2 separate regions of the Sorghum bicolor genome follow, and region 2 is linked to region 1. Evidence: chromatin contacts called from public HiCAR-type data. All regions are on one chromosome and are shown on one strand. Each heading gives the region's core, a stretch centred on a gene start, on an enhancer-like site or on the middle of the called end of the contact. The rest is flanking DNA. Distances are from core to core; before and after follow the strand shown. Region 1 holds the start of LOC8061492 (probable kinetochore protein NUF2). Region 2 holds the start of LOC8065710 (TORTIFOLIA1-like protein 3).

Region 1 (4,571 bases), core at 1,229-3,728:
ATTGTCCTATTGATAATAAACTATTGTTCTGTTAGTACACTTCAATAGCTTTAGTTTGATTGTTTCGGTAGGAAGTGTTCACCATTCTATGTTAGATAATGAATTGTTCCCCTCGCATAAAAAAATATTATGACTTGTCCTACTGGTGAAAAGTTACTGTTCTTGAAAAAACTATTTTTAGTACATGTCAACCGTTTTATGATTTTTGATATGTTCGATGATATTTTTAGTTTATTTATTCTCTTGTATGGTTTTAATTTCTTCATATTGTATAGTTAGAAATGTTTATAGCTCCTAAAAGAGCTACATTTTTTATTTTTTTATATTGTATAAATTAGAAACCTCAGCTAGGTCTAGGGGCGTAGCTAGAGAAAATCAGAAAGGGATGCAATTGTGTTGTTTGTGCATAGATTTTTATCATAGGGGGTGCAAATATGGCACAAATATTTTATCACAACCACTGTATTTTCATTTTCGTATGGGTGCATTCGCACCCCCTGACTAGGCCTACATCTATTGAATTCATGTTGAATGCATTCATGTTAGTTGCATATGATGTTTTTAAAAGTATGTTAAAAAGATTGATTAGAATAATTTAGGAATTTTCTAATTTTGATATATTTTTCTAATTTTTTCTATAGTGAAATCTAAGTTGTGGAAGCTTATAAATGTATTTTTCGCAAGCTCTAAATGTATCTTGCATTCATGATGTTTTACGTCATAGTTTTATTATGAAAACCACTAAGGCTTTTATTACTTCCTCCGTTCCAAAATATAGGTAAGTCTAGATAACTTTTTGTGGTTTAAAAATCTTGTCAGGTGTTTAATAAATTAATATTAGTTTGAAAATGATGAAACCGTCTAGAAAACCATTTAACCGGGTAAAGGTAACTTTTAAACCTTTTTTTTTATCACAACCTAAACAATTTTAAGAGTTGAAGATACACGGTGGTTGTTTTCTAGGCAAAAATGAGTTTTCCGCTCAAAATTGTTCTCCCTGCTTGGTCCGAAGCTAAAAATTCTCCTCTCTCAAACTCGTAAGTCGCAATGCATCAGGCCGAAGGGGTCTCCCTATCTTATACTCTCCCTCAGTCCCGAAAAATTCAATTTTTAGAGGTGTCTTAAGTCAAAATTTTTAAATTTTAACCAAATTTCTAGAAAAAACACTAAAATTTATAGTACCAAATTAGTAACATTAAATTTATCATAGAATATATTTTTATAAGATACTCATTTTTTGTCATAAATATTGATGTTTTTTCTATAAAGTTGGTTAACCTTAAAAGTTTGATTGATACGGTTTCTATAAATTGAAGCTTTTAGGGACAGAGGAAGTACTTTTACAGCCCACGCCAAATGCTCTCATTCGTCCTTAGGGTCCACACGTGTCGACGACTCAAGTCCCATCTAAAATGCTCCCCCCTAATGTCGTCGAGTGGTGGAAGTATTAACTTTTGTGGAAGTCTGCTTTTCTTCTTTAAACTCTAAAATCGAGCAATGACCTCCCTTAATTTTTGAAACAATGTGTTTACCTCCCTGGCCCGGTTTATAAGCGGCTTTGTTTTTTTTATCTTTTTTGCTCAATTTTTAAAAAATCATAATAAATCATATAAAATCATAAAATAAATAAATCCAATTTTGTTAGTTCATGTATAACTTAGTTATAGAATTATTTAGGGTTTATGCTTGTTAAATCTAAATAAATCTAAACATAAACCCTAAATAAATCTATAACTAAGTTATAAACTATCCAGTGAATACTAAATTTTTACTATAATTCAACACATAATAATTATGCCACCGTAAAAATTTTACCATAATTGGACCATATAAACTACAATTATGAATTATTCTAATTAATTATAGAAAATAATAGATTAAAATCTACAGCAAAAACTTTATACTAAAACATATCATATTATATGTTCACTGTGTAGATCTACTCATGTGGAGTTCAACAAAATTAGGCTTTCCATTTTATGATTTTATTGTGATTTACTCTGATTTTTTAAATATTCAGCCAGAATAACTAAAAGAAAAAAAAGACAAAACCACCTTTAAAACGTTTATAACTGGGTCAGAGAGGTAAAATGTATAATTTTAAAAGTTAAGGAAGATGATTTGCTCGATGTTGGAGTTCAGAGAAAAACGGTCTTTCGTGAAAGTGGAGGGAAGAGAGGTGAACTTTTTCCATTTCATCTAAAAACTAAAAACTTTTCAAGATTCCCCATCATCGAATCTTGAATCACATGCATGGAACATTAGATATAGATAAAAAATAATTATATATTTGCTTGTAGCTTGCAAAAGAAATCGTTTAATTCTAGTTAGTTCATAATCAGATAATAATTATTAAATATAAATGAAACTGATATACTGACTAAACATTTTTCGCATAGGGAACTAAACGAGGCCTTATTTAGGCCTCCAGTCCAAGAGCACTAAAGCCCATTCCGTTCCCCTCTTCTTCGACCATCCCTCCCCCAAATCCAAAGGCGGGAAACAAAACCCCAACCCCACCCGAGTCCCGACCTGACCCTCTCCAGAAGCTTCCAGAAGGGCCTTCCACGGCACGGACCGCTTTCCCGGAGCCAATGGCTGCACCTGCGTCGGCGTCGGGCGGCGACACCCCGAAGCAGCTCCTCTCCATCATCCGCGACTTCGCCTACGAGAAGTCCCACGGCGGTAAGCACCCAACCCCTCCCGCGCCGAGCGCGCACGCACGCCACTAGGTTATTCACGCGCGTCCGCACCTGATCGGACGCGCTCCGTCTCTCGCTTGGCGTGCGCGCAGAGCGCAGGGTGTCCGACCTCAGGCGGCGCCTCGCCGATGCGCGCGCCGCGTCAGACGCGGCCGCGGCGGAGCTCGACGCCGCGAAGCGCGCGCGGGAGGCTGCGGAGCAGGACCTCCGCGGGAGCCAGGTGCAAGCCGCGATCGCCGCCGACTCCATCCTTGCGCTAGAGGTTTCTCCTCGTCTCGCCTTGAAATTGACGAATTATCACGCTTTCTATGCCCAATTTTCGTGATCCGTGATCCGAGTTAATCTGGTGCGTTTAGGCGACGATCTCGCATCTCCAGGAGGAGATCTCGAAGGCCGGCACTCATCTGGACGCGCTCAAAGTTAGAGCTCCGCATTTCGCAGCGAATTTGGGCTCTTTGTTGCTTTAGTATTAATTAACGTATGTTCATCCTGGTGTATGGTTTGGATCGGAATGGATGTGCTGCTGGTGCTTCACGAATTTGCTCTAAAAGAGCAAGGGAGACAATGAGAGGTGAGTAGTATGTACTCTATCTAATGCCTTGTTGCTCTGCAAAATCCCCATATGTGTTGTTCTGTACTATCATTTTGTTGCTCGCTGCTGATCATGGTCATACTTTCCCTCACTGTTGCAGAGAGGAGTTCATTAGCAACATGTATGAGATGAATGCAAAGATAAGGTATGAACTGTTTTGTTTGTCTGTTGTGACTTCTTTGCGGTGTTGGCAGTAATTACCTCTGTATAGTAGGGATATGATGTATTGTTTCGGTATTCTCAACTTGAGAATGTGAGGTACAAGGGAGCACAGTGGTGACACTTTCATATGAAACATGTATCATGGGTGCTCGCATGAGTCATGACATTGCACTAAGAGGGCACTTTAAGATTCTTATTACATCCTACTTTTACTGTTTTCAATTTCCATGAATTTGGCATTTCCTTGCTGGCTAAAACTTGTTTTTGTAAGCTTGAATTTTGTCAGTATCATGTTAATTATCGAAAAGTAGTACTATCTTATTCATTATCTAGAGAAATAATATTCTTCTTCTACAGGCAATTTCAACAGATGGCCTCTCTAGAATTAGCAGAGCCCAATCACTGTGAGCTGCCATCTACAGAAGGTCAGTAGTGAAAATCAGAATGCAACATACTGCTTTCTGTTCTTGAATCGTGCAAGGGATTCCATTGAATATGTGTTTTTCTAGTCATTTCTTGGTTATTGCTTCTTCGTAGCTTTTCTTTCCTTTTATAGGATATAAATTATGGATGATTGAAACTCTAAGAATTGCACACTGCACTCTGCTTCAATTTTTAACCATAAGTTTGCAATATTAAATTATGTTGAAGCTGACTCTGTACATTATGATTTAGAGTTTTTGTGCATTGCCAGGTGACAGCTAATAATTGCTCATTTAATACCGTAAGCAAAACATGTGATTATTTATTATTTAGTAACAGAGAGGAATTTCAAGATAACCCAGTTTGGTGTTGGCTTTGTTACCTATGAATCTATTTTTTTCCAATACGGATGAACTGAATTTCATTATGAATAGTAACGAAATAACAAAGTTTCATGCCATCAGACAAGCTTAAGACCCAAAAAACCTCATATTGCTCACCAGACCGAGCACAAAGGGCTCAGCCAGTGGAGCAACCAAAACCGCCAGCATCTTCGCCACCCCAGAAAGAAAACCAAGGTCCAGACAGACACAGGAGAATATACCCCACTAAAACCCAGTTTGACTTACTACAAGCCAGAGAGGGCTGCTACAGCACGCAGGCCAGCGGTGTCTATCTTCCTTTCCAGCAAA
Region 2 (4,571 bases), core at 721-3,220, 39 kb before region 1:
TCTCACCAGTCTTCTGAAACAGCACCCTCCGTGCTTCAAGCCTCTCTCTAACACTGCTGCCCTCTTTCAGGAGCTTCTCCTCGGTCACCATTTTGATTGGCGTAGCATCAGGAGCGACGGTAACTTCAACCCTGTCCTCAAATTTCTTGGACTGGTCTGTGTTGCGGCGCGAAGGGGGCAGATTTTTCTTGCTTACGATGGAAGGAGGGCTGCCTTTTCTGTTGATGGCATTGTGCGATGCATCCGGTTGGGGCTGCCTGTTAGTCGGCCATGAGTTCCTCCTTGTAATTGAAGGGGTAGTAGAGGTGGAGCCCAAGGAATCGGCGGGGTATCGGCCATCACTTGCAGTCTCTGTCCAATTATACAATCAAACAATGTTAGACAAGAACATCCATACTCTGAATAACTCTCATCCAGACAACTAAATCCAACAAATGTGATATCATGCATACTGCGGTGCGTATCTAAAAGAAAAGGTTATGAAAACTGCGAAATACTATTTTTTTTCTTAGCAAAGAACTATTTATTCTTCAGTGTGTTTTACTAGTGCCAAGCAAGGACTATTTCTGTCTTTTACCAAGTAGGTTATTTTTTAAGTGTACTTACGGTATGCAGTCAAAACCCCAAACCAAGCACAGACCTTAAATTCACCCAAATGACAAAAGAAAAAAAATAGTGAATAGACCGACCCTCATGGATAGCCACATCACCTGTGAGAGAAGATTTAGACTGGGACGATGGTGGGGCGTCGAAGGAGGAGACGTCCTCATCCAAATCTGGGATCTCCTTCCATGCTTCGATCATCCGGTTCATGGACTCGCGCACTATTTTCACCTGCATTGTGCCAACCAAGAAGGTGTCAGAAATGTCAAGAAGCCGCAGCAGATCTACGAGGTCAAGATCCGAAGTTTGGTGATGCGCCCGACCTTATCGAATCTCTTGGCTTCGAAGACGGTAATGCAGGAAGATTTGTGCGAAGCGAGGTCGTCTCCGTGCTCGAGGGCCAACAAAGCGAGCGCCTCGGCGGCAGCCTTCCTGGCGGCCCAATCATCGCCAGCGAGCGCGTCGCGGAGGCAAGGCACGGCGGCGGAGGCGGCTCCCCCACCGGAGGCAGCCGAGGCGGTGCCGATGAGGGAGATGAGCGCGGGCTTGGCCTTGAACGCGGCGCTGCGGAGGAGCTTGTAGAGGCGCGGGAGGAGCGCGCGGAGGTAGGCGGCGAGGTCGTCGGTGGGCTCGGAGGCCTCGACGGCCGCCGCGGCGGCCAGCGCGGCGGCGAGCTGCGCGCACTGGTCCTGCTCGTGGAGCAGCGCGTCGGCGAGCGGCGCCAGCGCGGCCGGCGGCGACGCCGCGGCGCCCGCAGCGGCGCGCGCCGCGTCGACGAGCGCGGCGCGCACGGAGGAGTCCGGGTCCCTGACGCGGCGCAGCGCGGCGGCCAGGAGCCGCGGGACGAGCGGCGCCACGGCGCCACGCGGGTGCTCGCCCGCCACGAGCGCCAGCAGGCGCAGCGAGTGCCTGCGCAGCGGCGTCCGGTCGGTGGGCCGCGCGTCGGAGACGGCCGCCACGAAGACGGGCAGCTCGTCGGCGTCGAGCTCCCGCGCGATCGCGTCCAGCTCGGCAGCGGCCATCGCCTCCGTGTCACGGTCCGAGAGACGTAGCAGGCAGCGGTTCACTCGCTGCTTCATGGGCTCCCTCGGCGCGGGGCCCATGGCGTGCCTGCCTAGTGTAGTAGCTTCACTGCTCCGGAGGAGGAGGAGGAGGAGGCGTCGACGGTGGAGTGCGCCGAGCCGTCGTGGCTGGGCTCGGTGCAGGTAGTTGGGTTTTCGGGTGTAGAAAGAAAGAAAGGTGGCTTTGGATGGAGAGTGGGAGTCCGGAGAGGCAGGCGGGGCGGGGGCGGCGAAGCGGGGACGATGGCGTGGCGGGTACTAATAGCTGGAGGAAGGGGATGGCTGGCGGGTGCCCTGCCGGGTGGGAGAGGGAGATGAGATGAGATCTTGGGAGTGGACTGCGTTGCGTTGCGCTGTGCATTGAATAATGGTCTTTTTTAGGCTTGTTTAGGCCTTGTTTAGTTCCCAAAAATTTTACAAAATTTTTCAAATTCCCCGTCACATCGAACCTTTAGACGTATGCATGGAGTATTAAATATAGATAAAAATAAAAACTAATTGCACAGTTTGGTCGAAATTGACGAGACGAATCTTTTGAGCCTAGTAGTCTATAATTGGACAATATTTGTCAAATACAAACGAAAGTGCTACTATTCCTATTTTGCAAAATTTTTTGGAAGTAAACAAGGCTACTTCCCAGAAAATTTTGCAAAATTTTTCACATTCTCCGTCACATCAAATCTTTAGACGCATGCATGGAGTATTAAATATAGACGAAAATAAAAACTAATTGCACAGTTTGGTCGAAATTGACGAGACGAATCTTTTGAGTCTAGTTAGTCCACGATTGGACAATATTTGTCAAATACAAACAAAATGCTACAGTGTCCATTTCCCAAAATTTTTCGGAACTAAACAAGGCCTTAAGGTGTTGTTTAGTTCCAAAAAATTTTGCAAAATTTTTCAGATTCCCCGTCACATCAAATCTTTAGACGCATGTATAGAGTATTAAATATAGACGAAAATAAAAACTAATTGCACAGTTTGGACGAAATTGACGAGACGAATATTTTGAGACTAGTTAGTTCATGATTAGACAATATTTGTCAAATACAAACGAAAGTGCTACTATTCCTATTTTGCAAAAAATTTTGGAACTAAACAAGGCCTTAGCCGTAGTATTTCGATGCCATCTCCGAGATGGCGATGCATTTTTTTTGTTATCAAACACTGTAGGGACAATTGGTCCATTTCTGGAGACGTGTTATTAGTGGAATTTCATGGTTCCAGTTGGAGCAGTATAGTAGTACACATTTTGGTTGGTGTTTGGTGTGATGAGCGGTGAAAAATTAGCAGGTAGCATCGTAATTTCCTTGGTTGGTGGTTTGGTTTCCCCCGGAATTGGTTTTGGTAGGTCACCAGTTGCTGTGCCTTCTGTTTACCCCCTCAAGTAAATTCAGGTCCATGTTATGTTTTATGGAGGAAGTAATGGCAAATAAAAACTTTTTTTAAAAAAAAGAGAGGTGTCAGCTTATCATGATTAAGCTAGAAATTAGGCGATAGCAGCACACCGAGCTAATGGAAAAAGTTTGTATGATGGCAGCAATGAGAGGAAACTTTGATGGTACGAAAAGGTCATTAGACAAAAAATACTTTTCATTATGATTTTCCTAGTGCCTTTGTATGCCACAACTTCTAAGTCTCAACACATGGTGTATGCCGCTCAGTTTGAGGATTCCTAGCTAACAGAGTTGGGGAAAAAAAACCTACTTGCCGCTACTAATATTGGATTTTGCTAATCATGGTACTCGTACACCATATGAACACACCTTTGGAATACTGAAATTGAGCCGATCGGTCTTAAAATTGACGAAGTCATGATAAGCTTTCGTCTGCCACTTAAAAATCCAAAGAAACAATGCTGGTACATAGTAAAAACTTTTGCCAATTATAGACTTATAGTATAGACATAGAAGCAATACGGGCTCTACAGCCTTGTTCGCGAAATAAAGTATAGACATAGAAGCTTATATACATATACATATACCCACATCCACCCACATGCATATACACAACACCAGCCTTTTCTCCGCACTTTATCCTCACTCGTGCTTATATCTGGCTGATTTTTCTAGGACATAGCCAACACATACCAACACTGATCTTTTCTGCATACTTTGTCCTCCTGGTCGGTCACACATCTCTAAATTTCTCTCAGCCCAGCACGCTTAACTTTAGAGTTCTTTGAAGATGAGCTTCAGGAAAAAAAAAGCTGCAACTTGTTGGTATGGGTATCCTATTAATCCTATTAAGCACTAGCCCAGGATGTTACAGAAAGTCGCCTAGGACAACGACACGGTCTCCAAAGCCTAACTTGACTCCTTGTTTTTATAAAAATATTTATGAACTGATATATGTATATTTTTATAAAAGTATTTTTCAAGACAAATATATTCATATGATTTTCACATTTCTAAACTCAACAACCTAAAAGTTATTCATGATTTATATTCCCAATGTTTGACCCAAACCTTGTCCAAAACAACTTTGTTTATGGGTATGGAGGGAGTACACATCTAGGGCATGTTTCAAATGTGGAATTTTTTTCTATGTAAAATTCCTGAGCAATTACTGCTACATTTCTGTATTTCAAACATCCCTACCCTGAGTCGATATATTTCGAGATTTGATAGTCAACACAAACGTCTTATTGTCGATGGCATGTCGTCTACCTTAAAAAGAGCAGTGCCATTAATTTAAAAATAAATTTAGAAAAATATAAACGCCTGTATTGAATAAGGATTTAAACTCACGGAAGCATATGTTCCACAACAAGAAACCTAATTAGTCGAGCTACTACGCTGGATAATAACATGATAACAACAAATAGATGAATAACACTATAACAATATTTAAGAGGAAGATAGTAGATAATTACATGATAACTGTAAATAAATAAAAAAGTAT

Evidence for each region. HiCAR-type assays count read pairs that join an accessible place to other places.
Region 2: a HiCAR-type map of leaf shows a contact between it and region 1, with 8 times the contacts expected there. The contact joins the promoter of LOC8065710 here to the promoter of LOC8061492 in region 1. A contact is called at or near these places in 1 of 4 Hi-C or Micro-C datasets (leaf mesophyll) and 1 of 1 datasets of contacts at active chromatin or transcription factors (leaf).

Annotation. Positions count from the first base shown.
Region 1 is chr10:9,238,061-9,242,631 of Sorghum_bicolor_NCBIv3, reverse strand. LOC8061492 (probable kinetochore protein NUF2) reads left to right here and starts at 2,478. Exons shown (of 9, transcript XM_021449400.1): 1 at 2,478-2,685; 2 at 2,795-2,964; 3 at 3,059-3,121; 4 at 3,254-3,273; 5 at 3,395-3,439; 6 at 3,814-3,881. The coding sequence starts at 2,595.
Region 2 is chr10:9,276,936-9,281,506 of Sorghum_bicolor_NCBIv3, reverse strand. LOC8065710 (TORTIFOLIA1-like protein 3) reads right to left here and starts at 1,970. Exons shown (of 5, transcript XM_002436741.2): 1 at 927-1,970; 2 at 711-834; 3 at 1-351. The coding sequence starts at 1,706.